Linked DNA regions of Mus musculus: all the other regions are linked to region 3. The links are chromatin contacts, called in public Hi-C and promoter capture Hi-C maps. All regions are on one chromosome and are shown on one strand. Each heading gives the region's core, a stretch centred on a gene start, on an enhancer-like site or on the middle of the called end of the contact. The rest is flanking DNA. Distances are from core to core; before and after follow the strand shown.

What was found. Promoter capture Hi-C pulls out the DNA fragments that hold promoters and counts their contacts. A called contact is a pair of places that touch in the nucleus more often than the background predicts.
Region 1: a Hi-C map of bone marrow-derived macrophages shows a contact between it and region 3, with 25 read pairs. The contact joins the enhancer-like site here to the promoter of Ptgs2os2 in region 3. A contact is called at or near these places in 5 of 39 promoter capture datasets (the C10 cell line, HPC-7-derived erythroid cells, embryonic stem cells and 2 more), 2 of 15 datasets of contacts at CTCF or cohesin (the NIH/3T3 cell line and large pre-B cells), 12 of 484 Hi-C or Micro-C datasets (bone marrow-derived macrophages, embryonic fibroblasts, embryonic stem cells and 3 more), 6 of 115 datasets of contacts at active chromatin or transcription factors (the HPC-7 cell line, the NIH/3T3 cell line, bone marrow-derived dendritic cells and 3 more) and 1 of 9 other capture datasets (embryonic stem cells).
Region 2: a promoter capture Hi-C map of hippocampal neurons shows a contact between it and region 3, with 3 times the contacts expected there. The contact joins the enhancer-like site here to the promoter of Ptgs2os2 in region 3. A contact is called at or near these places in 1 of 39 promoter capture datasets (hippocampal neurons), 2 of 15 datasets of contacts at CTCF or cohesin (the NIH/3T3 cell line and large pre-B cells), 11 of 484 Hi-C or Micro-C datasets (bone marrow-derived macrophages, embryonic stem cells and uterus), 4 of 115 datasets of contacts at active chromatin or transcription factors (the HPC-7 cell line, acute myeloid leukemia, fibro-adipogenic progenitors and 1 more) and 1 of 9 other capture datasets (embryonic stem cells).

What each region holds. Positions count from the first base shown.
Region 1 is chr1:149,839,302-149,844,017 of GRCm38.p6, forward strand. It overlaps Pla2g4a (phospholipase A2, group IVA (cytosolic, calcium-dependent)), which reads right to left. Exons shown (of 18, transcript NM_008869.4): 16 at 2,863-3,058; 17 at 1,317-1,474. Among named protein-coding and RNA genes, the nearest start is that of Pla2g4a, 120 kb to the right of the region's middle. Within about 2 kb of position 1,755, at least 34 of the 459 cell types and tissues checked have an H3K27ac peak or open chromatin away from gene starts, as enhancers often do. A contact at or near this core is called in bone marrow-derived dendritic cells, bone marrow-derived macrophages and macrophages, where this site is marked.
Region 2 is chr1:149,866,158-149,870,873 of GRCm38.p6, forward strand. All of the region lies in intron 10 of Pla2g4a (phospholipase A2, group IVA (cytosolic, calcium-dependent)), which reads right to left. Among named protein-coding and RNA genes, the nearest start is that of Pla2g4a, 93 kb to the right of the region's middle. Within about 2 kb of position 1,309, at least 17 of the 459 cell types and tissues checked have an H3K27ac peak or open chromatin away from gene starts, as enhancers often do. A contact at or near this core is called in hippocampal neurons and uterus, where this site is marked.
Region 3 is chr1:150,162,293-150,166,971 of GRCm38.p6, forward strand. It overlaps Ptgs2os2 (prostaglandin-endoperoxide synthase 2, opposite strand 2), which reads right to left and starts at 2,656. Exons shown (of 2, transcript NR_110420.1): 1 at 2,522-2,656.

The DNA.
Region 1 (4,716 bases), core at 505-3,004, 320 kb before region 3:
CTTACATGAAATGAAATCTAAATAACATAAAACACAACATTATTTTCAAACTTTCTCTGTGTTTCTCATGTCACAAAATTCATGTCTCTATTTTCTATAAATTATAAGCATCACTACAGAAATAAGGTAGAATGAGGTTTTTAAATATTTACTCCCATGTAAGCTTTACTAAGCATCCCATGTAAGAGTTATTAAGCATCTGTTAAGCAAATAATGTGTTACAACTTTTGGTAAGTACATTGCATATTAGTCATTGCCTACTAGAAAATATGGGCAAAAAAGGAGGAATTTTAGAATTTATAGGAACTGGAGTTTATTAGAAATATTCTTGTATGATGACTAAATTGTATTGAATTTTGAAGTATTATGGCCACTGTGTCATGATTGCATTTGACCTGTCTTTAACTGTCTCAAGGAAAATGATCTAAAAAGCATGAACACTGATGGATGTCAGTTTTCCTTTAGCACAAATCTAGTTAGGTTCCACAGAAACAACACAGCCATGTGTTCCTTCAAAGTCTTCATAATTGACCTCCATAATTCATAATCCACAATCATTCATAATTTCCAAATAGATCACCAAATCATACATAATACACAACTCTAATTATCTTTCCTTTCTTGTTTTCTTTCCTAATCCAATGAGCTCAGCTTTTACAGGTGATAATAACTCGTTAGATGCTTTGATTGTGGCCCACAAGTTGATGATCTCAATCACACAACAGCACTATAAAAGGGTGCATTTAACACTAAGCAATCTCACAGACAAAGACTTTCAGGAGCAGATATGCTAGTGATAAGAATGTTTGATACTGCAGGGAAAGCCTTGCTTCAGAAGTCGATTTCACAAAGCACACAGGCTATCTCAAAGGCTGAAATGCAGGGGACTGGAGTATTTGGTGATACTGTCAAGATCTACAAGAACCAAACATTTGAAAACATTATGCCATTGCTGAGATGTCTGCAATAATGACATTCATGGTTACACTCTCTCCTGCCCATATACTGCTCTTCCTCTACTTCCCTCCTTTTATAAATTGTTTTTACCATTAAATGGATACAATACATATATATCAGGGAAGCTGAGAAGGAACACTTCCTTCACCAAACAATGCATAAAGTGTGGTTCTGATTAGCCACAGACAGTGATGTCCTTATTCATGACTTTTTAGTGTCTACTAGATGTTAGTGACATCATTCAGGAAAATAAGGCACCATGTTTTGCATATGGTCACCTCAGAGCCATATCTGTCTTCTTAATGAATTCATGTGTAGGCTAAGGAGTTTCCATGTTATCTGCTGTGGTAGATACTCACATCAATGTTGTTCAGTGTGTTGAAGTACATCAAATCGTGAAGCCTTTTGAATGCTTGATTGGGATACTGAAAGTTGAAGGTTGAAAATGGCGATTCGGGGTCATCAAAAATGTCAAAGTCAGCAATTTCTTTCTCTTCTTTGGTTTCCCTTAGAACACCTATATGCCAAAAAGAATATGCATCTTGCTTTTGAAAACTTAAAAAAAAATTCTCCAAAACATACAAAACAAGCATAAGGACAGCACAGAGAATCACCAGAAAGCCTGTGATTCTAAAAAATTACTCCATTCCCTAGTCAGCCACACTCAAGTTGGGAAGATACCCAGCTTCCGTGCCTGCTAGCGTGGGTGGGAAGGATGACCCCATATCCTGGGTTCCTGCCTTATAGCCTTCCCCAGATGGGTCACGTTCCTCTCTGAGTAGCTGGCATACAAACATGTGCTATGTTGTCTGTCTCCCTGCCCAGTATCACTTCCTCACTCCCTTACAAATAAACCCTCTGCACTTGAAGCTTGTCCTGAGAATCTTCCTCCGGGGAAATCCAAACCAAAACATTGAACCCTACTCAACCATCAGAAGTCCCTATACTTACCAACCTCTTGGTTTCTCCCCAAGAACTACCAGTAATAGAATATTATCTAGGTTGCTTTCAGTTTAAAATCAGGGTTTCAATTTGAAACTACGGTTTCAGTTTGAAAACGAAAGATGCTAGCCAGCCTTCTTTCTCCAGGATGAGACTTGCCTCACAACTCCACTCTCACTTCTTCTTTATCCTTCTGAGAAATCTAGGGAAAAACTTCCCTATATCCCATTACCACCCAGAGTTTGTGTGTGGTGGGTGGGTGGTAATTTCTAATCACAAAATGGAAAACTGCATCTTCTGGTTTGAGAAATATTTAGCAATTAAAGCCTTAAGAACGCCATACCACCCTGAATGCACCGGATCTCATCTGATTTCAGAAGCTAAGCCAGGTTAGGCCTGGTTAGTACTTGGATGGGAGAATGCTTTTTTTTTTTTAATGAGAATCTTTTAGGATGCATTAGAGTCTACCTACTCCTTCAGATATGAGAAAACAGAGTAACCATTTCTTGAATTAGATCTCCTTTGCTGTAAAATATAATGTGACATCCCAAAATGATCAGTTATGCTGTGGGTTTTGTTTTTGTTTGTTTGGTTTTTTTTTTTAGAGAGTTTTGTGATCAATTAATACTCCCAAAGAATTTTCCATGATTTTGATTTTCATGATTTCACAAAGTTGAAAGTCAAACTATTTAAAACATCCTTTATGAATTGGACACCTACCAAACCCAAGATGCTGGTTCAATGCCCTAATCATCTTTAGCTAAGATTGTCATTCTTCTTTCAGTTTCTCTATTATAAGGAACATGAATCTTGGGGTAAAAAAAGAAGGAAGGGCTTTGGGCTCCCAAGTCACTGCTGTTTGTCATGGTAAGAGGCGCATTCCCCACAGTCACAGTTCATGTGACAATCTCAGTGTAATAGCAAACATCCTACCAGCCAGACTTCAATTTTACAGAAACATACCTGGGGCCTTGTACTTTCTGAAGTTGATGTTGGCCAGAACAAAGTGGATAATGGTTGGGCAATCCTTCTCCACATCAGGATTCTTAGGTTTAAAAACATAGCATTCCTTTAATCCTTCCCGATCAAACACATAAGGATCGATCTTTGGAAAGGGAAGCTTGTTCATTTTCGCCCACTTCTCTGCAAGCAGAAGTTCCTGCAGGGAAGAGAAAGATGCGTTGAGAAATGTCCAGTCTTCATTCATTCATCTGGTCTGTCCATTATTCTACATCCATTTTCTGCCAGCAGTTGCTAAGATAAAAAAGAAAAAAAAATCACTGTGTTCAAGGACTGTGCAAATTGCCAATATCTGTAAAAATGACTCTTTAAACAACCTCAGTACCATTACATCAGTTCTCAATATGGACTGGCTAAACAGCAGACATCTGACAAATGCATTAATGAACTGATTTGAATAAGAACTATTAAAAAGAATGAATTTATGAAATTCCTAGCCAAATGGATGGACCTGGAGGGCATCATCCTGAGTGAGGTAACACATTCACAAAGAAACTCACACAATATGTATTCACTGATAAGTGGATATTAGCCCCAAACCTAGGATACCCAAGATATAAGATATAATTTGCTAAACACATGAAACTCAAGGAGAATGAAGACTGAAGTGTGGACACTATGCCCCTCCTTAGATTTGGGAACAAAACACCCATGGAAGGAGTTACAGAGACGGAGTTTGGAGCTGAGATGAAAGGATGGACCATGTAGAGACTGCCATAGCCAGGGATCCACCCCATAATCAGCATCCAAACGCTGACACCATTGCATACACTAGCAAGATTTTATTGAAAGGACGCAGATGTAGCTGTCTCTTGTGAGACTATGCCGGGGCCCAGCAAACACAGAAGTGGATGCTCACAGTCAGCTAATGGATGGATCATAGGGCTCCCAATGGAGGAGCTAGAGAAAGTAGCCAAGGAGCTAAAGGGATCTGCAACCCTATAGGTGGAACAACATTATGAGCTAACCAGTACCCCGGAGCTCTTGACTCTAACTGCATATATATCAAAAGATGGCCTAGTCGGCCATCACTGGAAAGAGAGGCCCATTGGACTTGCAAACTTTATATGCCCCAGTACAGGGGAATTCCAGGGCCAAAAAGGGGGAGTGGGTGGGCAGGGGAGTGGGGGTGGGTGGATATGGGGGACTTTTGGTATAGCATTGGAAATGTAAATGAGTTAAATACCTAATAAAAAATGGAAAAAAAAAAAAGAACTTACCTACTAAAGAAAAAGATAAATGGTTCAAAATATTTACAACTATGTGAATGGGTTTTAAGCCTTGGGAGGTTGATGACTTTTACAGTGAAGAAAGGAAAAACTCTGGGTCTCGGTTGGTGTGCTATTGTTTTGTCAAATTGACACAGCTAGCTTTATCTGAGAAAAGGGAACCGCAATTGGCAAGATGCCTCCAGTAACACTGACTTGTATACAAGCTGTGGGAAGCTTTTCTTCTTTCTTTTCCTTCTTTCCTTCCTTCTCTTTCTTCCTTCCTTCCTTCCTTCCTTCCTTCCTTCCTTCCTTCCTTCCTTCCTTTCTTTCTTTCTTTCTTTCTTCCTTTCTTTCTTTCTTTCTTTCTTTCTTTCCTCTCTCTCTCTCCCTCTCTTTCTTTCTTCCTTCCTTCCTTCCTTTCTTTCTTTCTTTCTTTCTTTCTTTCTTTCTTTCTTTCTTTCTTTCTTTCTTTCTTTCTTCTTCCTCTTCCTCTTCTGCTTCTCCTGCTTCTGCTTCTGCTTCTTCAACACTAGGTTTCTTTCCATAGCCAGGACATTTTTCTTAATCAGTGATTGATGGGGGAAGG
Region 2 (4,716 bases), core at 59-2,558, 300 kb before region 3:
GTGACTGCCTCCCTTGACATAATAGTTCACATCTGAAAACTCAAGTGCTATAGGGTCGATCATCAGACATGCTTCCATATAGCATCATCACCACAGAAACCATCACCACACTACACAGAGTGCTCCGCCCTCTCCCTGGATCTCCATGGTGACTTCCTAAAATGTCTCAACCCTCTTCTTTCCCTCAGCATCCCCCATTCTGATTCCCACCTACTAGTTTCAAAATAAACATAGGAAAATAGAAATCACAGAACACTGATACCAATTGAAAGCCTTCTAAGGCTGCCTTCTTAGGCTCTGAATTGAAAGGCAGCCTACTCTCCATCTGCCCAGTTTGAGCAGTCTCCCATCAACTCTGCCATCACACACCCTAATCATGCAAACTCTCTTGCTATTCCTTGGAAATCAAGGCCGTTTCCACAGGGTCCTCTACTCACTGTTCCCTTCTGCAATTACATGGCTTCTTTCAATCCTGACTTTGATGCCGTTATTAGGAATTCTCTATAAAGCCCCAACATCATGTAACTCCATCTCCACTCCCAATCTTATCCCACCCCAGTTTTGTTCCGTTTATTTTTGTGAGGTGATATTGTCTCAAATATATCATTCAAGAACCAAAATGCAAATGATCACAAAAATCACAAGCCATTCTGTGATTGTTTTGTGGTAATACTTGATCTGAACTCACTGTGGGGAAGGGCACTCTTCCTGTATTAGTTATCCCAGTCAAATGCTGGTCTCTCCTATTCAACAAATACCAGCTGTTTGATTATTTGACTCAACGGGGATACTGAACCATATCAACTATGGGAAAGATTTTAACTTTCAAGCATTTGAATGCCCAAGAATAATTTTATCATTTAAGAAAAAAATAAATCCTACTTAACCTGTACTGTTTACTCAAGGGAGAAGAACACTAGCCTCTTTCAAAAAGGAAGTTGTAAAATCATAATTGCGATGAGCTAGAATGGTTCATTCAAATCCAACCTGAATGGGACCCCTACAGATGCTCCATAGGACAGAGGCCTGTTTTAAACTGAGTAGTGTGGCATTGGTGAGACAGGACTAGCAGTGAGGCAGAGGGTACCTGGCAAACTCCTGTGTCAGTGTTTCCATGTCTAGCACTGTCTTGGAACCTTGTGAAAATTTCCTCTTTCCCTTTGATTGATCCCTCCTTTATTGCTTCTGTTGGCTTATCCATTGTGATAACAGACATTTTGCAAAACTCAGATCTCCCCTCCACCCCTTGCTGAAGGCTTCTTCCTCCAGCTCTCTAGCTGTTGACTCATGCATTTCAATTTCAGCCTCACTCCTGTACCCCCATCTGCTCACTCCCACTTCCTGCTCAGGACTACACTCAGATGTTCTATCATCACCTCCCACTGGCCTTGTCTGAAAAAAAAAATCACCTTCCCTCCTCTCCTACTTATTTGGTAAACTACATTATCACAGCCCAGACAACTGTGCTACTGACTGACTGCTTCACCAATTGCTGAAAACTGTTTGAGTCTGTGAAAGTTGTCATCATAATAGACTAGCCCTGAACATCTTCCTACTTGTTTCTTTCTTAAAGAGTGTCTCCCTGCCCTCAGGAACTCATCGCAGGGATTCAATTTGAATTTGGAAATAAGAAGCATCTCCTCTTCTACCATCTGTCCAGTTACCTTTGAAAACATTTTTAAAGACATTATTTTTGTATATAAATATTCTGCCTACATGTATGTATGTGTACCACATACATGTATGACTGGTACCCATGGATATCAGAAGAAGGCACAGGCTTCTCTGAAACTGAAAGTGAGGATAGTTGTTATCTATCATGAGAACCTAATTTAGGTCTTCTCCAAAAATATCAAGTGTTTTTAACTGAGCCATCTTTCTAGGCCCTACAAAGAAACAAAAAAAAAATCTTTTGCAAAAACACTAGCCTACTAATTTAATTGCCTAGCACCAAAACAATAACTCTTTCCCATTGTCATAAAACTAAGTAAAGACAGAGCTGCAAAGCAAACTGTTCCTAACTCAGCACTAAAGTCTTTCTCATGGACGTTTAGTCTACACCAGTGTGTGAGGAAGTCCTGGACTCCAAAATGCGGAGCTCAAGAATTTTAGTGACTCCCTAGAAGAGACCTTTGGCTTTTTTCTAAATATTTCCATGCCGTTCCTATTCAAAGATGCCTTTTGCCTCCACATCTAACTTGAATCATACTTCAATCGTCCCGTCCCTGTGAGGTGTTTTTATGACTATACTAAAGATATACGTCATACTATGTCATATCTACATACTCCAACAATTATATGTTACATGTACATTGTTAGTTTGTCCAGATTTTAACTTTGTGTCCTCAGTGAGATTCTACTTTTGAGAGAAAAGGCAATGAGTTCCAAAAATACGCTTTTAATCATAAAAGCTAGCCTAAGACAAGGCATGGTGGCATATCTCTGTAATCCCAACAACTGGGAAATTTAAGGCAGGTAGCATGAGATGCGTAGCAAGATCTTGTCTCAAAATTGATTAGTTTATCATGATGCTGAGTCCATAACCGTAAGTCATACTCAGTGCATGTAATTTATTCACCCCTTGTGAAAATATTAAATGTAGTTTTAAATCTTAGCAGTGGAACACAGTGGAGGAGTCAGACGATTTAATGGTTTAAACACTAATGTTCATTTGTTGAAAATCTTCCAAAGGAAAAATCGTCTAAAGATATTCCAAGAAGGAAGAAAAACATTCTCTGGTATTTATGAAGCACAGTTGTTGATAAAGCTTCTCTTAGCTGGTTGGGTTTTTTCAGCATTCTAGAAAATAATTCACTGGTTATTTCAGCCATTCTGTTCTGTATGAAAAAGCATTTTTAAGCAGTAAACGCAAAACATGTTTACACTCTTTCTTCTTTCTTTCTTTCTTTCTTTCTTTCTTTCTTTCTTTCTTTCTTTCTTTCTTCCTTCCTTTCTTTCTTTGCTAATTATTTGAGTCAAACCACTTGAACAGTCATGATATGCAACTCAGAACATCTTATCTGAGTACAAAATTTGAATAGCTAATGGAAGACACAACTTGACCCTCCTTATCACAGAGGCTTAGCAATGAAGGTTAATGGTACATAGCATCTCAGAACGTCATTTCTAGATCAGATGCATTCAGACCCAAGATAAAGAGGAAACTGGGCCATTTGCCTCCACGAAACTACTTATTCTTACTGTAGTTAATTTTTTCCTTGCCAATGACTGTCAACTAAAATCTCAGAGAAGATAGTTGGCACTGTGAAAAAGGCCATTCCGTTATTGTAACAATATTAATAGAATATGTATTTCTACAACTGTCAATTTTATGCAAAAACCAGGAGTTGTCATTATAATTTCTTACACATGGTAAAGGTAATGGATGGTAATATTTAAAACAGTGAGGGAAGTAAGCAGGAGAGAGATTAAATGACCTGCCAGAGAGATTTCAGCATAGAAGCCAAGGCTGAAGAATTAAATCCTCGTGCTCTTCTGGTCTTTCCTCAATGCTTACGGGGTAAAAGATGATCTCTCCAGCTGTCCCAATCTTTCCCGTAGAATGTGAATGCTAAGGTATAATAAGCCAGTCCCCAACATTTCAAGTCAACTCTAAAAGAATAGCTACAGAGGGGGCTGTATATCATTATAGCACTTAATTCCCTTGCATGATAAAGCTTCATCCCTGACAAACTACTTCCTGGTCAAAGCTGTAATTCTTCGTGCTGTTGGGCATATACATATTTACTCTGAATAGACGCCTCCCTCCCATCATTAACAGCACAGTAGCTAAACTCACTTTTATATACACAATGCTATTTGTCTTTAAGATGCTGAAGACTGATTTTTCTCATTCAACTTTTATAGAACACTCAAATTTGTGAAAATGGGCCAGAAATTTAATTAGGGCTTGCCATTAATTGATGTATTTCCTATATTTTATCACAGGCATTTGTCAAAACGTTATTAAGAGATGAAGGAATGTAGGTGACAAGAAGCTGATGGCTGTATACCGAAAGATAAGCGTAGTCTTTTTAGATCTCTTTGATACTTACTGTAAACTTCCCAAAGAAATGACAAGTCCTTATAGACAAGAAAAATGTGCTATAGCAAGAGAGAGGGGTAACTCTGAGAGCCTGACAAATCTGCGTCCAAACAAGGTCAATAATTAGACAAAACAAGGCCATTAAAAGAACAAAGGCAGCCGGGCAGTGGTGGCACACGCCTTTAATCCCAGAACTTGGGAGGCAGTGAGTTCAAGACCAACCTGGTCTACAAAGTGAGCTCCAGGACAGCCAGGGCTACACACAGAAACCCTGTCTTGGGAAAACAAAACAAAACAAAACAAAACAAAACAAAACAAAACAAACAAGAACAAAGGCTTTCCAAGGTCATCTCTCAGTTCTGCTGTGGCCTGGGATCATCCTGACTATACAAGTCACATCATGTTCCTAAGATTTTACTTGTACTCCTGTGAAACAAAGTTAAAAATACTTACCTCCTTATGATCCACTAAATGTGGATTAAAACATTCATTGTAAGTAGTGCTTTCTGGAAGTCATAAGCACAAAAAATATTTTGATCCACATCATTAATAAATAATTATATATTAGTGAACAAATCACTTTTTAAAATAAACTATTAAATATTCTTGTGAGAGCATATTTAGTCAAGAAAAAAGAGGCATAAATTACAAAAGGATTATGGATTCACATG
Region 3 (4,679 bases), core at 1,406-3,905:
TTCCACCTATAGGGTTGCAGACCCCTTTAGCTCCTTGGGTACTTTCTCTAGCTCCTCCATTGGGGGCCCTGTGATCCATCCAATAGCTGACTGTGAGCATCCACTTCTGTGTTTGCTAGGACCCGGCATAGTCTCACAAGAGACAGCTATATCAGGGTCCTTTCAGCAAAATCTTGCTGGTGTATACAATGGTGTCAGTGTTTGGAGGGTGATTATGGGATGGATTCCCAGGTATGGCAGTCTCTAGATGGTCCATCCTTTCGTCTCAGCTCCAAACTTTGTCTCTGTAACTCCTTCCATGGATATTTTGTTCCCAATTCTAAGAAGGGGCAAAGTGTCCACACTTTGGTCTTCATTCTTCTTGAATTTCATGTGTTTTGCAAATTGTATCTTGCATCTTGGGTATTCTAAGTTTCTGGGCTAATATCCACTTATCAGTGAGTACATATCATGTGAGTTCTTTTGTGATTGTGTTACCTCACTCAGGATGATGCCCTCCAGGTCCATCCATTTGCCTAGGAATTTCATAAATTCATTCTTTTTAATAGCTGAGTAGTACTCCATTGTCTAAATGTACCACATTTTCTGTATCCACTTCCCTGTTGAGGAACAACTGGGTTCTTTCCAGCTTCTGCCTATTATAAATAAGGCTGCTATGAACATAGTGGAGCATGTGTCCTTCTTACCGGTTGGAACATCTTCTGGATATATGCCCAGGAGAGGTATTGTGGGATACTCCGGTAGTACTATGTCCAGTTTTCTGAGGAACTGCTTCACTGATTTCCAGAGTGGTTGTACAAGCTTGCAATCCCACTAACAATGGAGGAGTGTTCCTCTTTCTCCATATCCTTGCCAGCATCTGCTGTCAGAATATAGTATAGTGTATTTTTGTAACTCATACATATCTTCACCTCAACTTTGCTATCTCTGGATTACAGAGTGGGTACATCATATTGTTCACGTAAATATGATGGGGTAAAAGATCTGTACACAATCAGCACACACTATTTTGTAAACACTTTCATGTACAGTTGATTGAATCTGAGGATTCAGTAATGGAGGATAAGGCAGGAATTGTGTAGAAATAATACAGTGTGAATTAGGTTGTATTTATTCTTTTCTGTACATTATATTCCACAGACATGGGCTCACTGAGTTATCACAGTGCCAATTACTGTTTACATTTCCTTTTTCTTTTCTTTGTATTTTTCCTTTTGGAATTATTTTGTTTTGGAGACAGGGTTTCTCTGTATAGCCCTGGTTATCCTGGAACTCACTCCATAGATAAGGCTGGTCTTGAACTCAGAAATCCATCCACCTCTGCCTCCCTAGTGCTAAGACTCCAGCCATGCACCACCAACCACCCTCTGGCGACTGTTTACATTTTCTAAACATTAGATAGCACCACAATTCACCTACCTTCATATAACCTGTAAGTAGCAGCAGAGGTGGTACTCAAAGGATGCAGACCTGCCAGGCTGCCTTCTCCCTCTGGGACACCAGGAAAAAAAAGCTGCAAAAGCAAGCTGCAGCTTAGCTGTGAAGTGCAGAAGAGCCTGCACCACAGCCCTCAATACTGATTCTGCTGCCAGCAATGCATTGCTCACCTGAATTAACGTTGCTTAAATTTACTTTTATGGATTTAAATAAAAATAATGCTTATAAAAGCTATGAGGGCCAGGTCGTGATGACATATACCTTAATTCTAGCACTTGGTAAGCAAAGGTAGGTGAATCCCTTTGAATTCCAAGCTATACATAAGTGAGAGACCCTGTTTTGCTTTCTTCTGCCTCCCCCCCCCCAACTTATCAGGCACTTAGGATATGTCCAGTATGCACAAATGCCTAGATTTAAGCCCAAGTTCCCCATAAAAACTCAGCTATGGTGGTGTCTGATAATCCTAGCTCTGGAAATGAATATGAGGAAAAATCAGAATTCCAAGGCTATCCTTGACTACATTACATATAGAGTTCAAGGCCAGTCAGGGACACAGAAAACCATGTTTTAGAAAAACAAACAAACAAACAAAATGGTTTAGACAGGCCTAATCTCCAAACTCTGAAGGCTAAGACAAGAGGACATTCATGAGTTCCAGGTTAACTTATATATAATGAATTCCCAGGTAGCCTGGGCTATAGAGTAAAGCCCTGTCTCAAAACAGAAAAAAAAAAAATTATCAATCAATAAATAAAATGTATAAACTAAAAAGAAATAAAGAACTGTTGGTAATGGGTTCATCATTTATATTGAGAATACAGTTTTATAACAAAAATAATTACAAACCCACATTGCTCTAAACAGTGTAAAGCTTTATTCACTCTGGGGCAAGCTAAACTGTTTCTAACAGAAAGAGTGGTGGAGCTAGTGTCTCTTAGTCATAACATATTAATTCTTAATTACAACAGGAACAAATCCATTACCAATAAATCCAGGGACTATCAATTAAGCCCATGAGGAAATGGTTTGTAAAAGACTTCCCACCCTCCTAAATAAGATACATCTGACAGATAATAATACTCACTCTAATGTGCGTGCAGCTTTTCACATCAACTCATTAAAAGCCGGCTTTTTCACAACGCCAAGCTTCCTTTTTGTCTCTGGGCATGGTTTCTCAGAATGTCCCGCGCATGATCTTGGAGGCAAACGCAGAGGGAATGGAGGCCATCTGATTGGAAGTCTGCGACTATCGTTGTGTAATCCTGTGTGTAATTCATCATTTGAAAACGAAAACGCACTTGGAGTTTTCTGCGGCAAGGACTCTCTGTATTGTGCAAGTCTGAGCTGCTTTCAACCACGTAACCACTTCCCTCTTAGAGGGACCCCTGCGTTTGCTTTGCTCCACTACGTACACTGGGAGAGGCATCGCTGTGTAATGCCTGTGTCACCTGCCAAGCTGCCAGGCTTGCTTTGGGAACTAACCCAGGTCAGCATGAGTTCTGTCCTCTGCTTGAAAGAGGTTCAATCCCAGACAGCAAATGTATATGAACCCTTGAAACTACAGCTCTGGATTTAATTTAATTTTCATTTCGTTATGGTATTTTTTTCCTTACTTTTATGAAGTCTATTTTCCCTAGAATGGCTGATTCGAAACATCTGCTAATCATCTGCCTGCCCTGGCTATGCGGTACCTTCAGAGGGGGAAGGGTAATGCTGGCCACACCCGCCTTAGGTCCAGACAGCTTATTCTGTCTGGCCTGCTGCTGGGAAGCCTCTATTTTTCCTTGTTGTTCCTAATAAGTCCCCACAAAACCTTCCCAAACTTTTCCTAACTGCTTCCTCTCCTCTTCACCACACCCCGACAACACGAATGCACCGCATCTTCCTGTCTGCTCTCCTTAGAGCACCTCCAGACCTGAGTTCAAGTGAAAGCCTGCTTTGACCCCACCATGGATGTGCTCCACGGTATGGCTTGGGGGCCCCTTTTATCTTACACTGTTTATCGCTGGTTGGTGTTTGACAAAGTCTTATTCTGTGGCCCAGAAGAGCCTGGAACTCACTATGCTGCCCAAAGTGATCTCAAACTGACAGCAATCCCCCTACCTCACCGTTTCAATGCTGAGCACGTAAGTAGCTTCTTCCTCTTTTTAAAATCATTTTTCTTTGATGCAAGGAACTACAGGAAGTTGTCCTTGCCTCTTGAAAAGGTTAACCCTGGGGTTCTGATTCTGATTCTCCCACCGTCTACATGATCTCAATCAAGCCACTTGGTTTTTCTGGTATTAAGGTTTTTTTTGTTTTTGTTTTTTTTGTTTTTGTTTTTTCAAAAAAAACATAACAGCAATCATAAGATCTAGCACCTAGGGCTCAGGTTGTCCAGCTGTTCTTCTCAGGGTATTCTTGTTTTGACAGTCTAGAAGACTGATAAACTACCAGTGCATATGTGCCACTGATTACTATGTATCCAGTAAAGCCAGCATGGAAGTAGCCCGGGGTGGTAATGGCACATACCTGATATCCAAACACTGGAGAGACTGAGCTAGGAGGATTACAAATCCAAGGCCAGCCCAGTCAACACAGTGAGATCATTCTCAAAAAACACCAACAGCAGCAAAAATAAAGCCAGGAAAGTATATTTGTGCTCTAAGTATTGAATGAAAAAAAATCAAATTTCAGGGCAATATACACCATGCCTTTTGTATTTCTATGAATCTCTGTCTACATGTACTACATATGAATTCACAGATGATGGGATAATTTTTGCAAAGTACATGTTTGAGCATCTACAGGATTTACACTTTTTTTTTCCAGACAAAGTCTTATGTAGTCCAGGCTGGCCTTGATCCCGCTGCTTCAACTTCTCCAATATTGGGATTATAAACATGAGCCACCACACTTAGCTTTAGTTCACAGTAATAAGTAAATGGGAAAATGACTGTTGGAAAATCTGATGTTAATGAGCACACCAGAACAGTCACATCAGCCAAATCTGCCCTACATTCATTACAAGAAAATTTTCACAAGCAGTTAATATTTATTGTAATACTGATTTAAATCATTATTTTGATGTAACTATTTAGTAATTGCCAGCTGATGTAGCATTGCATTTCTCTGAATCTTCCCAGTGACAGCAGAGATGTCTCATTTGGGAAGTCTTTAATTTTTTTAAAGACAGACAGTAGTCATTTGTCATCCTTACTGGTGAATAGGATTGGTGACCATACTGGGGGTGATGCTTTTAC